Linked DNA regions of Mus musculus: all the other regions are linked to region 1. A link is a contact called in public HiChIP or PLAC-seq and promoter capture Hi-C data. All regions are on one chromosome and are shown on one strand. The core of a region is the stretch at or near the end of the contact, and the rest is flanking DNA. Distances in the headings are between cores, read along the strand shown.

The links. Promoter capture Hi-C pulls out the DNA fragments that hold promoters and counts their contacts. HiChIP or PLAC-seq counts read pairs in DNA pulled down with a chosen protein or histone mark.
Region 2: an H3K4me3 HiChIP or PLAC-seq map of embryonic basal ganglia shows a contact between it and region 1, with 7 times the contacts expected there. The contact joins the enhancer-like site here to the promoter of Basp1 in region 1. A contact is called at or near these places in 6 of 39 promoter capture datasets (cranial neural crest, frontonasal cranial neural crest, liver and 3 more), 16 of 115 datasets of contacts at active chromatin or transcription factors (bone marrow-derived macrophages, craniofacial prominence, differentiating embryonic stem cells and 10 more) and 1 of 9 other capture datasets (embryonic stem cells).
Region 3: an H3K4me3 HiChIP or PLAC-seq map of craniofacial prominence shows a contact between it and region 1, with 5 times the contacts expected there. The contact joins the enhancer-like site here to the promoter of Basp1 in region 1. A contact is called at or near these places in 10 of 39 promoter capture datasets (the 3T3-L1 cell line, HPC-7-derived erythroid cells, cranial neural crest and 5 more), 3 of 484 Hi-C or Micro-C datasets (cerebral cortex, embryonic stem cells and uterus), 16 of 115 datasets of contacts at active chromatin or transcription factors (astrocytes, craniofacial prominence, differentiating embryonic stem cells and 10 more) and 2 of 9 other capture datasets (adipose tissue and embryonic stem cells).
Region 4: a promoter capture Hi-C map of liver shows a contact between it and region 1, with 2.0 times the contacts expected there. The contact joins the enhancer-like site here to the promoter of Basp1 in region 1. A contact is called at or near these places in 8 of 39 promoter capture datasets (the 3T3-L1 cell line, 3T3-L1-derived adipocytes, embryonic stem cells and 4 more), 20 of 484 Hi-C or Micro-C datasets (adipose-derived mesenchymal stem cells, brown adipocytes, cerebellar granule neurons and 13 more), 13 of 115 datasets of contacts at active chromatin or transcription factors (astrocytes, bone marrow-derived dendritic cells, bone marrow-derived macrophages and 7 more) and 4 of 9 other capture datasets (adipose tissue, embryonic stem cells, macrophages and 1 more).
Region 5: a contact with region 1 is called in an H3K4me3 HiChIP or PLAC-seq map of embryonic forebrain, with 9 times the contacts expected there. The contact joins the enhancer-like site here to the promoter of Basp1 in region 1. A contact is called at or near these places in 7 of 39 promoter capture datasets (3T3-L1-derived adipocytes, cranial neural crest, embryonic stem cells and 4 more), 2 of 484 Hi-C or Micro-C datasets (cerebellar granule neurons and cerebellum), 15 of 115 datasets of contacts at active chromatin or transcription factors (VIP interneurons, astrocytes, bone marrow-derived macrophages and 12 more) and 2 of 9 other capture datasets (embryonic stem cells and liver).

The regions. Positions count from the first base shown.
Region 1 is chr15:25,412,315-25,415,103 of GRCm38.p6, forward strand. Basp1 (brain abundant, membrane attached signal protein 1) reads right to left here and starts at 1,450. Exons shown (of 2, transcript NM_027395.2): 1 at 1,238-1,450. Gm48957 (predicted gene, 48957) reads left to right here and starts at 1,876. Exons shown (of 4, transcript NR_168943.1): 1 at 1,876-2,789.
Region 2 is chr15:24,565,720-24,568,508 of GRCm38.p6, forward strand. No RefSeq gene overlaps it. Among named protein-coding and RNA genes, the nearest start is that of Gm35827, 160 kb to the right of the region's middle. Within about 2 kb of position 1,427, at least 33 of the 459 cell types and tissues checked have an H3K27ac peak or open chromatin away from gene starts, as enhancers often do. A contact at or near this core is called in embryonic basal ganglia, embryonic brain and neural tube, where this site is marked.
Region 3 is chr15:24,785,092-24,787,880 of GRCm38.p6, forward strand. No RefSeq gene overlaps it. Among named protein-coding and RNA genes, the nearest start is that of Gm22810, 34 kb to the right of the region's middle. Within about 2 kb of position 1,445, at least 1 of the 459 cell types and tissues checked has an H3K27ac peak or open chromatin away from gene starts, as enhancers often do. A contact at or near this core is called in craniofacial prominence, where this site is marked.
Region 4 is chr15:25,955,566-25,958,354 of GRCm38.p6, forward strand. All of the region lies in intron 3 of Retreg1 (reticulophagy regulator 1), which reads left to right. Among named protein-coding and RNA genes, the nearest start is that of Mir7212, 8.7 kb to the left of the region's middle. Within about 2 kb of position 1,401, at least 65 of the 459 cell types and tissues checked have an H3K27ac peak or open chromatin away from gene starts, as enhancers often do. A contact at or near this core is called in embryonic fibroblasts, liver, muscle stem cells and 4 more, where this site is marked.
Region 5 is chr15:24,874,959-24,877,747 of GRCm38.p6, forward strand. No RefSeq gene overlaps it. Among named protein-coding and RNA genes, the nearest start is that of Gm22810, 56 kb to the left of the region's middle. Within about 2 kb of position 1,428, at least 14 of the 459 cell types and tissues checked have an H3K27ac peak or open chromatin away from gene starts, as enhancers often do. A contact at or near this core is called in VIP interneurons, cerebellum, embryonic basal ganglia and 1 more, where this site is marked.

The sequences.
Region 1 (2,789 bases), core at 200-2,699:
GAGGTCTGTGAGCCCTTGGTATATTCCCAGGGGTAGGGGTTAATCCACACCCCAGCAGCAGTCCCCTTGATACTCGTGTTTTATTCTAGCCCGCCACGTAAGTGGCCAGTGGTCTCGGCCAAGACAGAGGTGTGTCAGCTCCCGTGCAAAATCCTGAAATCGCACCCATGTGCGCTGTGCTCCTTTGAACAGCGTGAAAATCACTGGGGCAGAGGCCGTCCACCGAGTTCGCTCCAAGGCGGAAACGTCTCGGGGGGAAGCAGATTAGGAACAGGGCCAAGCGTTCGATGAATATTCATGAAAAGAATGCGGTCCCCAGCCACGCATTGTGTGCCATCCGATCCAGGGATTCTGGTTTTTTTTTTTTTTTTTCTTTTAATGGTGTGGGGAAGCGGGAACCAGACGTTGGGTTGTAGCGTTTGAGCTACGGGGGAAAAAATCTACAGAAATCTTGGCTTGCAGAAGGGTTGAGCCCGCTCGGGCCGCGGGCTGTCAGGTTCAAGCCCACACGCCACCCCTCCTTCCCCCAGGCTGGGGCGGCGGTGGAGGCGCGCGGCCCGCTCTCTGAGCGCAAGGCTCAAAAAATAAAATAAAATGCTGGCGACGTCCACAGGTTAGTGGGAAGACAGCTCAGCCGCAGACCAGGCTGGGGGCTTTAATCTGCCCCGGACGTGCACACCGCCTTCCGAACCTCGTGTTCCTCGGTTACCCTAAACCAAGATCCAGGAGTCCCGAGGGCCAAGCCACCCCCGCCCCTTCCGATCTGACCAGATTCCGCGTCTTCTTTCTCCCTCCCCACCCCACCCCACCCCCATCCTCCATCTTCTGTTACTGCGCCCCTCACACCGAGCGCCTTCTCCGTGGCTGTGCGGGTTCCGCTGACAGAAGGCTGGGTTCAGCCCACAGAACCGTGGCCAGTGGTCTCGGTGCTGTCACCAGCGGCTCCCCACCCTCCACCCCCTCCCTCCCGAACTCGGTTCGTCCGCCTCGCCGCCACCCCCTCCAAGTCCCCCACCCTACGAAAGGCCGAAGCTGTCCACCTGGGGGAGAGCATCACCTTGGATTTCCAAATGCGACAGAACCCACATAGAGGAATCCCATGCCCACTGTGTCTACACCCGGCCGCACCCCGGCTGCACCGTTGGAGAACCCTAGGCTTCGGGGTGGGGCGGGGCCCTGGGGAACCGGTGGCCCGGAGTCCGCGGTGGCCTTAGGGACCCACGGCGCGCCTCCTTACCGGCTTTGGGTGCCTGTGGCGGCCCTGGGTGAGCGCGGTGCCTCCAAGGGGCCCGGGTGGCTGGTGTCGTCCGGCCGGGTGGCTGGTCGCTCAGCAAAGGCTCTCTCTCTCCCGGCTCGACGGCGGAGCCCGGAGCGTGGAGCGAGTTGGAGCGCTGCCGCCACCGCCGTCGCCGCTGCCGCTACTGCCGCCGCCGCTGCAGCCTCTGCATTTCTCGATCGCTCCCCCTCCCCTTCCTGCCCAGCGCCCTCCCCCCCGCGCGTCCGCCCGCCCAGCTCCTCCGCTCGCCGACCCCGCCCGCCTCGCGCCCGCCCCTCCTCTCCCAGCCCGCGGCCCGCACCCCTCCCGCTCCTTTCGCGCCCCGCCACCCAGGAGGGGGTCCCCCAACTTCTCTCCACCAGCAGCCACTGCGCCCCGAGACGCCCCGTGATCCAGCGCCCCCCCCCCGTCACCACACCCGCACAGTCACCCCCACCCACTGCTCTCCACATCCAGATCCCTTACCCGCCTCCCCAACAGTCTCTGTCAGCCCCCCTCCTCCTATTCCCTCCTTACACGCCCCTCCATTCCCCCCCCACCCCACCCCCACCCCCACCCCCGGCGGGACTGTCTGTGGATTTCTCTCCTCTCTCTGTCTCGCACACATTTTATTTGAAAGCATTGAATAAGTAGCTCAGGCTCTCGCTCAGACTTAAGGGGCTGATGAACTACGCCCCCGCCGCAACCAGCTTTCTCTGCACCCCAATCCAGCCCCGCTCCAGACGACGGGCTTAGATTCTGCTATCACGTAGGCAGTGAGCCTGGGGAAGATGCGATGCCTCCCTTGAAACCATCAAGACAGATATCCGCTGGTTTTAGGGTGTCCCCCAAGGCAAGCATCTGGGACGCCTCCGGCATATGCTCGCCCTCGGGGCCCGACCAGGAGGCTCCAGCTTTGCAAGGCGCCACCGCCCAGAGCTCAGGTCTGGGTTGGAAGGGTGGGCGGCACCGCCTCAGGGTACGTTCTCCCGACTTCGGAGAGAAAGAAAGGAAGAAATGCACCCTAGGAAAAGGGGCTTCGACTTTTTGTGCCTGTGCTTTCATGGAAGTCACCAGCTCTCGGCTGCTTAAGATGCTACTCAGAAGCGCGCCCAGCCAGGCTGTGGCCATCCGCGCCAAGTCCTCGTGTCCTGGTCGACGAGCACTTTGGGTAGCACCGCGACACACAATAGCCACCACGGTTAGGAGATATGCTCGCTATGCTTACCTGTTGGCAAAAATAAAATGCAAAATAAAAATTTAAATTTGGAAACTAACACATGGTGACATCTTCTAGAACCACAGCTCTTTCTTCAGACAAAAGCCAATTTTACCATCCCGCAAACCCATTGAGCCCTGGAAGTTCCGTTCGCGGCACTTTGGCGCCCTCTGGCTTTATCAGGGTGGCTTGCTTGTTCTGCTTCGTCCTGAAAGAATAGCGGAGGGGGGGGGGAATGGAAATGTATGTTGCCTTCTTGGTTGGATCTCCCCTCATGAGTGAAGCACAGATTTGGGATGAGCTTGCCCTCCACGT
Region 2 (2,789 bases), core at 177-2,676, 850 kb before region 1:
GATGGCTGACTAGGATCATTGTTTGATTAGGCCATCTTCTGATATATATGCAGCTAGAGACACGAGCTCCAGGGGGTACTGGTTAGTTCATAATGTTGTTCCACCTATAGGGTTGCAGATCCCTTTAGCTCCTTGGTTACTTTCTCTAGCTCCTCCATTGGGGGCTCTGTGATCCATCCAATAGTTGACTGTGAGCATCCACTTCTGTGTTTGCTCACTTCTTAATAATAATTGATTCTTAAGCCTCAGATGACAAGCATCAACACCATACTAGAAATGTGATTTTCTTCTAGTAGCAACCAGCTGCTCCTCAACTAAGGATGTGGGTTTTGTAGTCAGAGTTCTCTGATTTCTGATGAAGCTATCTACCACTAAGCGTCATTAAGATTCCTCTGCCCACAAGGAAGCTATCCTATTTGTGCCATTTGTTCCCCACACTTTGGGTTAATTCATGTAGGATGGTAGACAGCTACTTAATAGCAAAGATCTCTAAATCTTTTGGTTACAAAATACTGCCCACACATCCATAGCTCAGTCTACATCCAGAAAATAGATCAGTGCTGTGTATACTGTCACCCACTTGATAAAGTTTCAATCCTTGTTTCTGTTACAATAGAAAATTATCTCAATAAATGAATTAAACTCAGGCCCACATCTTCGTTCACTATTTTGAGATCTACAGTTCACAACCTAGGCTAGTGATATTCCTGCAAATGATGAGGGCACATGTGTAACAAGGGGTAGGAGACATGGGCAGAGAAAAACATCGAGGCAGTAGAATTATCAGTGTATTTTCTCAATAATAAGGACTGAAATTTTTTCTAAAAGCTAAACTGAACTCTCTCTCTCTCTCTATGTGTGTGTGTGTGTTTGTGTGTGTGAGTGTAATAGTATATTACATGCCAGTATGTTTAAATTTAAAAACTTCTATTGGGAGTTTTGAGCAGTGAAATGTAAATTTTATTCACTAGAACTTTAGATTTGGGGTTCTTGAATAGAATAAACACCTTTTTTATTTCACAAGGCAAGATTTTCTATTTGATAAATATACATTGTTTGATTAGAAACCATCATAAGGAATTCTTAGTTCAGTATTTCCTATGGACTCCAAGGTAGCATCCTCCTACACTAAAATTAAAAAAAAAAAGATCCAATATTCATTTGGAAGAATAAATATTTGAAAGAATTTCTTGTGATTTTGCATGTTGTAGAATGCCAATATGAATTTCAAATCACCGAAGACTGGCAGAAGAGAAGTGATCTAGGTTCTTGGATTCCCAATGTTGCTTTTCTGTACTTCAAAATACAAGTGTTGTGTGGAAGATATGTTTCTTCTGAACTCAGGCCAGCGGGGAGCACGTCTGCCCTCAGCAGTCTGAGGCCAGGGCTGGTGCTGGTTTCTCCTAGGCTGAATTCCAATGAGGCACTTAGTCTGTGTTCAGCCTTTGTTTCCAAAAGCTCAGAATTTTCATGCACTCATCCTTTCCTTTGTGCCCATCTGGTTTCCATGGAAATGCAGGCTTCTCAGTGAAAGAGAGCTGGGAGGAGCCCTGCACACAGGCAGCACGTGTTATTTTTGTAGTCAGTTGAGCTGTGAACATGTCCCCAAATGTCAGTAGGAATGGGTCCTGAAAGGGAAGGCAAAGATATAGATGGAATCTATAAGTTCCAATTGTTTTCTCAAATTCACATCCAGAGATGTTACAGACCACTTGCCTAACATAGGATGTATGCATCTTGATAAACACTGATCTAGACAGAAGGATAGAAAATGAAGCAATATTACAGACACTTTTGTCATTTCACTAAGTGCTTATTTAGTATGTTCTAGGGAAATGTAAAGCCATGGCTTTACTTAAGGTCGTGTTTAAATAAAGCTATCGTGAGCTTCAAATCTCTAAAACATCTACTACACTGACAACCTCATTAAGATTTTTCCCTAATTGGATTGACTTTTTTCCTTGAACAAATACACTTTTGAAACATAGCTTGAAAATGAGATATGAAAAAAATTAGAACAAGTTTGTCAAAGATGTCATGTAGTGGGAACTCCATTCTGCATTTTTGTGTATTGTGCACACCCTTACAAATAGGTTAGGTTGATCCATCATTTTGACTGAATACTCAAAAAGACAGCATAAGAAAGGGAACAGCTTGTTTTAGCTTATGGTTTAAGAGGTTCTCAAGTTATCCTAGGCTTGTGTCGTGTCCTAGCCTGTGGTGAAGCAGAAAGTCATGGCAGAAACGAATGATGGAGAGAAAGTACTTCAATGGCAACCAGAAAACAGATAACAGAGATGAGAGAGACACTCACTGTAAGACTTTGTACCCAAAGTCATGTCCTTAGTGACTTCTCCACCAGGACCAGGAGGAAGAAACATACAGGTTCTTCCACTGCACCTGTTTAAAGTTTGGATGCATCCATGGATAAAACCACCGACTAAACAGATCTGGACTCTCTGCAAACACCCTTTCAGCACTCCTAGAACTAAACTAGCAATTCTCAGTCCAGGAAAGCACACAATCAAAAATAAAGGTCGCAGACCATTATTAAGAGAGACATTGTATGTTATATAAAACTAGAAGTCAGTCATCCCCTCATTTTGTCCCCTTCCTAATTTACTCATAAATCTTGAACACAGAATGGAAGCAGTCAATGTCAAATAAAATTCAAATTCCTTGAAAGTCCTGCCTCATGTCCCTGAATGTTGACATAGGGCAAGAAACAAGAAAGCTGAGAGAGAAAATCTGCAATAAGACCCAAACAAAAGCAGCAATAAAAGTTAAAA
Region 3 (2,789 bases), core at 195-2,694, 630 kb before region 1:
TTAATTTCATCAATTTCCTCTCTCTCTCTCTCTCTCTCTCTCTCTCTCTCTCTCTCTCTCTTGCCTGGATATGGATCTCTATACACACTCGAATATGCTGCCAGAGGATGCCTCTCTAGTGACAGCTGGACTGATCTATAATTATAGCAGAGTATCTCTAAAAAGGTGTTTTGTTTTGTTTTGTCTTGTCTTGTTTTGTTTTATGTTAGTTTGTCACTTGTTGTTGGGTTTGGTTTGGTTTGGTTTGGTTTGGTTTGGCTTTGCCTGTGGTGTTTGGTGTTTGGCTATCCAGTCTTCAGTCCCTGGTCATGCCTGCAGTGCTAGGTCTGGGCTCCCTTTCATGGAGTGGGCCTCAAATTAAAGCAATGTTTAATAGGCCAGTCCCACAAGTTCTATGACACCTTTGTCCCAGAATATCTTGCAGGCAGGACAGGTAGCAGGTCGAGGGTTTTGTGGCTGGGTTGGTGTCCAAATTTCTCTTTCTGTAGCCTGCAAAGGACCTTCTTCTTTTACCAAGGAGCCTAGAAGGTAAGGGGGAAGTCTCCATGCAGGAACCAGCTCAACCTCTCTATGATTAATGAGCTGTGTGGATGTTGTTCTTAGCAATGGGGCACCATGGTCATTTTTCAGAGAGTGACCCTCTGTCCTAGCATTGGCCTGAATTCCTTAGGGGTCTCTACAGGACTCCCTCAGCCAACAACTCAACTGAATGAAACCCAGTCCCACCACTGGAAGCCTTGCCTGGCTATAAAAATGACTTGGTATCCTCCACTATTAGGAGTCCTCACTAGGGTCACCCTTATAGATTCTAGGAAGTTTGCACTCCAATAGATTTCCAGACTGGCTCCCCAATTTCCCTAACTAAACTAAACTAGTAGTAAAAGGGCTACAATTTATAGTTAGAGATGTTTCTTTTCCTTCATTTTGGAAAGAAGGGACATTTTGAACATTCTAAGGGTTTGGGTCCATTATCTGATTTGTTCTTCATCACAAATCACCATCACAGTTAGTCTTTGAAGAATAACCTGTTTTATTATCTCTTAGATATAGAAAAAAAAACTAATGTTTATAGAGTCTATACTCCTTATAGGCAAATATAGTAGAAAGTGCTAAAGTTGAAGTTTGAGGTGAGGTATTCCTGTCCTCAAATTTTGACATCTTTTAGAAAAATCAGCCATTAGAAATGTCATGAAAATTACCTAAAATACTGAAACATGAGCCTTATTTCCAAGAATGTCTCAAATGATGCCTTGTTGCAGGCTGCACTGTTAATCAAGGGCAGAAAATCCACTTGTAGAAACCATCTATCAAGAAGTTATACATTAGGATCATTTGCCTTCTGGGGTTCCTTTTATACAATTCCAACAACGGGAAAATGTCATACTGCCAAAGCCTTGCCTGGGCCAGGACGAGGGGAGAGCAGCTGCTCTTCTTCTCTTGATTCACATCTGTGTCTAATAATTCATGCTTGACTTTGATGTAGTCTTTGGCATGTATCACTTCCCTGAGCCAGAGTTTAGCCTGAGAATTAAGTTTCAGGCTTTGTATTGTTAAGAACTTAGACTCCTCCAACTTGAGACTCTATTCATCTCTTTATACGATTGGGTGCAGTAGGAATGATTCAGCATCATTCCTGTCTCAACATACATCTTGCATGTAGGCGTTGATCACGTTTGATTTTTAAATGGTACTGGTTACCCAAAATTGTTCTTATAGTATATTCTTTCAGTAGAACCATTTTCATAGTCAATATTTTTAGACTTATTGTCTACATATGGGAGTTTTACCTGAATGTATATTTGTGTCCCACGTGGATACCTAGAACCCGTGGTGGTCAGAAGGTATCAAATCCCCTGGAACTTGAGATACAGATGGCTGTGTTCCACAATGTCAGTTTTGGAAATAGAACTCTGGACCCTGAAAGAACAGTCTATGTTCCTAACCACTGAACAATACACTTGTCCAGACTTTTAGTCAATATTTGTGATGCTTTTTTAAAAAAAAATCTTAATACTCAATTCTTGCCTAAATAGTGTAGCAATAAAAGTGATGGTGATATCTTTATTGGTACTGTCAGCAAGAATTAATTTTTAAAAACTTTTAAATTTTATTTGTATTAGATATTTTCTTTTAAAAAATTGCTAGCAAAGAAATTAGAGAAATAGAAAACACTGATTTTATACTTTCCATATCTAAGCTGAGAGTTCAGAGAAAATGTTAATTAGTGGAATAATAATAATAATATAATAATAATATAGCATTGTAATTAAATCATCATTTTTAAAACCAGTGTGTATTAGACTACGTAAAGACCAGAAATTCAATGCAGAATTTTCAGAATCCAAAGATAGAGCATCAATATTTCACCTTTTCTGCAAACTCGGACAATGACAGCTGTCCATAATTGAGGCCAAAGAAGAGAGAGTATGTGTTAGGTATTGAAATACAGAGAGGCTGAGCTTTGCTATAGCAAGGTTCTTGTAGTTTTTTTTTTTTTTTTTTTGCATCTATTTTTTCTGTATTTCATTTCATTATTTTATTGTATTTATTTCCCTTTTACCATATATTACTAACACCTGTAAAATATTAACTGAGCCAAGCTCTTCAAAATGCTGTAACAATTTGTTGTTAGTGTTTATAATGATGTTTCTCTATAGAAATTATTGACTATTATACAAATGAGGCTTAACTTTTATGTTTATTTCTCTGGCCCATATACAAAAATGAACACAAGAACTTTGTTCTTATAATATTCTCATATTTGTCATATTCTTCTTTCACCCCCAAAT
Region 4 (2,789 bases), core at 151-2,650, 540 kb after region 1:
CCATGTTATCCTTCTTTATCATATACATCACAATTAATTTTCTTTTGTATTAATTAATGATTAATTAATTAATTGGCCTTTGTATTAGACACAAGTTGGAATGACTCGGCAATTCTGTCAGTTTGGGCTCAGACCCAGTGTCATTAGTCTAATCTCTAAAGAGCAAAATCAGGAATTATGTTGTCCATTGATCGTTTTTCAATTCTAAGAAACATATTCTTTTAAAAAAAAATTGTCACCAGTTTCATACCTCTAAACCTAAGATCCAAAAACCAGGGAATGGACATTTACTTCTGAGCCCAAGTGCAATAAATCCTGGACTGTAATTTGCTGGAAACTACAGATCAAATAGAATTCGAAGTTGGCATACTCCCTCCACAATAACAGGTTGCTTTCCGTGAAGCCTGGTTCTTGACTCTGATTTTTATCTGCCCTTTGAGGATAGAGTGGAAGTCTTTTCCTGCTTCGGGACAGACAGGGAAGTGATTGAATCAAATCTTGGCGTTGGTATTCAAGAAGGACGGGCCTCTTAGTCTTCCACATGTCTCCATTGAGTGCTTGCTTGCCTTATACTTGGGAAGGTCATTTCCTTGCTTGGGACCTTGTCTTATAGAGCCTAGTTATTAGACACTAACAAAGGCAGAAAAGTTGAAAATGGCTGGTGTCTTATCCTCAGGCACGTCAAAAGAATCTCCCAGCTAGCAGAAGAAAGCATCCTTCTAGATGGTGGATTAGATAATCGTGTCTCCCTGTCCCAAAGTGGCACTGCTTAGTTTGAGATACATGGGGGAAGGACAGTCTCAAGGACTGGCCAATTCCTGTTCCTTTTCAAACTAGGGAGGGAGGGAGGGAGGGAGGGAGGGAGGGAGGGAGGGAGGGAGGGAGGGAGGGGTGTGTGTGCATGCATGCATGATTGTGTGTAAGTGTACATGTTTGTGTGCGTGTTCGTGTATGAGGGGTCTAAACAGAACACTAAGTTGCCCAAAGAAGGTGGGGCTCAGCTTCTGTGGGTAAGAAAAACAGGCACGGAGCTGGCGCCTCTTTGTCCCTGTCCCTGGGAGAAGGTGCTCCTTGCCTAATTGGTCTGAGAAAGTGAGAGACCGCTCTGAGCACTCTGTAATTGTTTAATCTCTTGCTTGCTTGTTTAATCCTCCAGTTGACACATCCCATTTGCTTCGTCATGGCTCTAATTCTGTGTGTGGAGAGAGACATTTCCCTGTCCTTATTTTGTTCCTCTCCCTACACATATTCACTCATAGAGGGCATAGCAAGTCTCCAGGGGATTAAGAAAAAATTCCGACACGTTACACTAAGAAATGGTAAAGTGTGTAACCAGATATTGACTGACCTTTCTAAGAAAAATTCAACAGGAATTAGCATCAACAGATGGTCACCAGCAGTGAGCATGAGACCCTGAGTCACTCGCTGAGAATGAAAGGTCTCTAGGCCAAAACGTATTTATAGGTGTGAGGGCTGCACCAGCTGTTTGTCACAGTTGCTAGGTGACAAGTTATTACAAATCTTTTTTTAAAAGCTTGTTACATTGGACGATGACATGGCTAACTTTCTGAAAAATACTGTTTAGCTTCGATTTATGTATACTTCCTATCTCTAATAAAATCACACTGTGAAACAGTCTCCCATAGTGCTCTGCCAGGAATCTTCTAAGTATGTTTGAATGTGATTATTGGATCACGAATTCACACATGACTATGGAAAATCTACAAAGTTACCAGAGAAGTGTGTGTGAGGCAAGCACTGGAACAAGCGAGCTCTGTCCCCAGGCCTTTCTGCTTGTCTCAGAGAGCTCAGAAGAGAGTCCACAACATTTTTAATGTGATTTAAAATCCAATGGGGAGTGAGCATTACAAGGATCATAAACCATCACAGTGGAATTTCTGCATGAAGACAATAGAAAAAGCATGGCTTCCAGTAACAGATCTCCTGAGCCCCATTTTCTCTGGGGGTAAAATGGAGACTGGCACACCAGTCCTGACTCGCAGGGTGCTGTGGTGACTTGTTGAGAGAACAAGGATCACGTAGTGATGATCTGAGACAGTGCTTGCCGATGAAGCCCTTAGCAGACCGCAGTCAGGGCCGTCCGTCATTATACAGAAGGATATAATTTAGTCTGAGCAGCTGGCCCCAGACTGTAGGATGGCTACTGGGAACTGCATAGAAACTGCTACTGTGCTTGAAAGAGAGAAGAGGCCCAAGTTTGGCCTAGAACCAGGGCTGCTCTTTACCTGTCTCTATTTTGACTCATTTCGTCGTAGTTAGGGATGGATGCCCTCTGCCATTCGTCTCTGAAGTGATCTGTATGTTCCAGTGTGGACCGTGTACTTCCTGTGCCGGTCACTCCTGTTCCATGTGACCTTGAGCCACACAGATAAAGAATCTAGACTTCAACTTCCTCGGCAGTAACCTGGAATATAATAAATCAGACATGATCACTAAAATGAGGTTATTGAGTTTCTAAGTGTCGGAAGAGTCCCTGTCCCCTGGAAGGTGTTGTCTGCTCATGACACTCTGGACTTGAAATGGGTTTCTCTGTTTATCTGAATCATTATTCAATCTCCCTGGCTCTTTTCAACTTAAAAAAAAAGTTACCTAAATAAAAAGTCTTGCTAATCTGTGTAATCTTATTCTACAATTATTTTTAATAATTGTCTGCCTCATAATTTAAAATGTATAGTTTTCAGTTATTTTAGCTTAAAATGTGTTAGTTCTTTATTTTGTTACAAATGGCAGAAATAAAACTGAAAAACAGCTTTATGAAAAGGAAATTG
Region 5 (2,789 bases), core at 178-2,677, 540 kb before region 1:
CTGTGACCGTGAAAAACATGGTGAGCAAAGCAACTTAGGAGAGGAAAGGGTTTGTTTCATACTATTCTTCCAGATCAGCCTATCCTCAAAAGACATCAGAGAAGCAAGTCAATCAGAAACTTCAAGGCAGCCCACGGAGGAACCCTGCTTACTGGCTCGCTCCCTGGCACATGCTCATTCTGCTTCCTTATACAGTCCAGACCTGCTTACCTAAGGGATGGTGCCACTTGTCTCAGATTGGACCCTCCCACATAAATTACCAATCAAGACGTTCTATCACAAACATGGCCACAAGCCAAGATGACCAAAGAAGTTGTACAATTGGAGTCTCCCTTTCAGTGGTGACTCTCTGTGGTGTCAACTTGACAATAAAAACAAAGTGACACGATTCTTATCCTTTATTGGCTGTATCTTTTGAGTTAACAAATTTCTATGTTTTTCTGGATAAGTACACATCACATGTAGTAAAAAAGAGTGTTTTTCCAGGATGGAGACCTTTTACATTGTGTTTAATGTTGGACCCTCAACATATGTTAAAATGAGTTTAGTGTGGGAGACTAACTAGAAATAGGGTCCATACATTTTATATGCTACAAATGTAGTTAATTAAGTACTTAGCGGCATTGAAACCTAATTTAGACAAGAACACAATCTACTGGTGCAGCTCGATGGTCCACCTGAGTGGCTCACCCGCACAGCCAATTAGGCCAGACTTTAGAGTGGCATTGCTGAAGCATCCCTTTTGCCTTTATCCTAGTCTCATAACTTCTATTTTTTTAATTTTTGATAAATTTTTCCCATTTTGAAATTTAATATAAAGGACAGCATCTCTTATGTCTAAAACTCTAGAGGCCCAGGTACCAGTGCCACTGTGAAAAACACCTAGTGGGACGTTTCTTAAACCTAGCCTTTTTTAAAAAACAAAAGAAACATCACGAACACATCTAGGCTCCCCCTTGCTCCTGTGTTCACATTTGCCATGACGCTACTCTGCCAAGGACAGACAGAGGCAGTATTAAATCCTGGCATCCCTTCTCTTAGACAATACATCTTGATATATTTTATCAGTAGATTACTTAGCTGATCTTTTTGAAAATCAAATGCCTATCCAGTTATTTTATATAAAGGAAGCCATTAAGAGTTGACAGCCAGGAGGAATGCTTGGTCATCATTTACAAAGTGCAAATTTCTGAAAGGAATATGGTTAAAGCATATATTGTGCATTGAACAACATATTTTTTTTTTATTTGTCAGAAGCATAGAACATCCTGCGTAAGAAAGCATCTCTATTTACTAGGATGAAGGCAGCACACGACCGCAGAATGGGCTATGGCTTCACTGTGCTTAAACAGAATTGAGTAAGTCTCAGCATGCTGTGAACACAATCATAGCAGCCATCTGAAGGTCCCACCACTGCTGGGTTAGCAGCTGTTCACCACCAGCAAGCATCCTGCTATTACAGAGAAATTGTTTTTTGCAGTTCTCCGTGCAATCTTTTCTGTAGCACAGGATTTCAGTGCCACAAGGGCTCCTCTGTAGTCTGGGATTGATGGAGCAAAGAACTACTAACCATAAATAGCACCTAGTTAAGTGGAGAGATCACACTCATGAAATAGTAATCCTATAGACCATAGCAGCAGGCATGCAGTAATTCACATATAAATCATGACAAGCACACAAAAGCTATGTGCATGTACCAGAAAACTACGTTTAAACCTATATCACAGAGAGAGAGAGAGAGAGAGAGAGAGAGAGAGAGAGAGAGAGAGAGAGAAAGAGAAAGAGAGAGAGAGATTTTCAAAAATTATAAATTTTAATTTTAAAGTGCACTTGGTACAATTTCTACAAATCTGAAAGCCAATATACATATATATATATATAAAATGTTCCTAGCACTTTATGCTATCTTTGCATTATCTAAGTAAACAGGACACTCTCCCAAAATTTAGTCTACAGATAGGAAGTCTACAGGATTGGAATCCAGAAAGCATTGATTCCCTGGTTGTTCACAGGTAAGCCAGATGGCGTTGTGTGAATCATATATGTATATCATGGAAACAGTAGCTGCCCTGCATTTCCTATCTCAAAACTGCACAGAAGGTTTATTGTGTGTGAAATCCCTTGAAACCTTGTGAGTGCAGGAGACTGAGTAGATTGTGTGTTTGGTTCTCACTAAAATTTACCTCATTTTGACTACTTACCTCTACATGTGTCTGCGTTAACAAGTAGTCTACATGTAAACTGAATAAGTTTCAATTTCAGAGCCCAGGAATACCATTTTATTTTCAACAAACCACATTTTCCTATTGTGAAAACATATTCCCTCATGTTAAATATTTATATTCTAGCTAATTGAAATGCATGCAATTTCAGGCTATTTGCCAATTAATATTTTCACCGATTTCTGTTAAATATAATCTCTAAATTTTTTGGCAAAAAGTATCTTTCTGTCCAACATAATTATTTAACTTAATTGGTATCAGTTATAATCTACAAACTTATACATACATATATATATATATATATACAGTCATGCTTAATATGGAATTGGTATATTTTAATAAACAGCTATGAAAGAGATTATTATGTAGCTATAGATACTGAAATATCTCTTTTCACCCCTTCCTCTGCCCCCTTTTCTCTCTCTCTCTCTCTCTCTCTCTCTCTCTCACACACACACACACACACACACACAGAAACAGAGAGAGAGATCTGTAAGATTACAACTTTCTTCTTTTTTTCACATACTCATCCAATCAGCTTTGTCCATATCAATGCTCTCTCTTAAG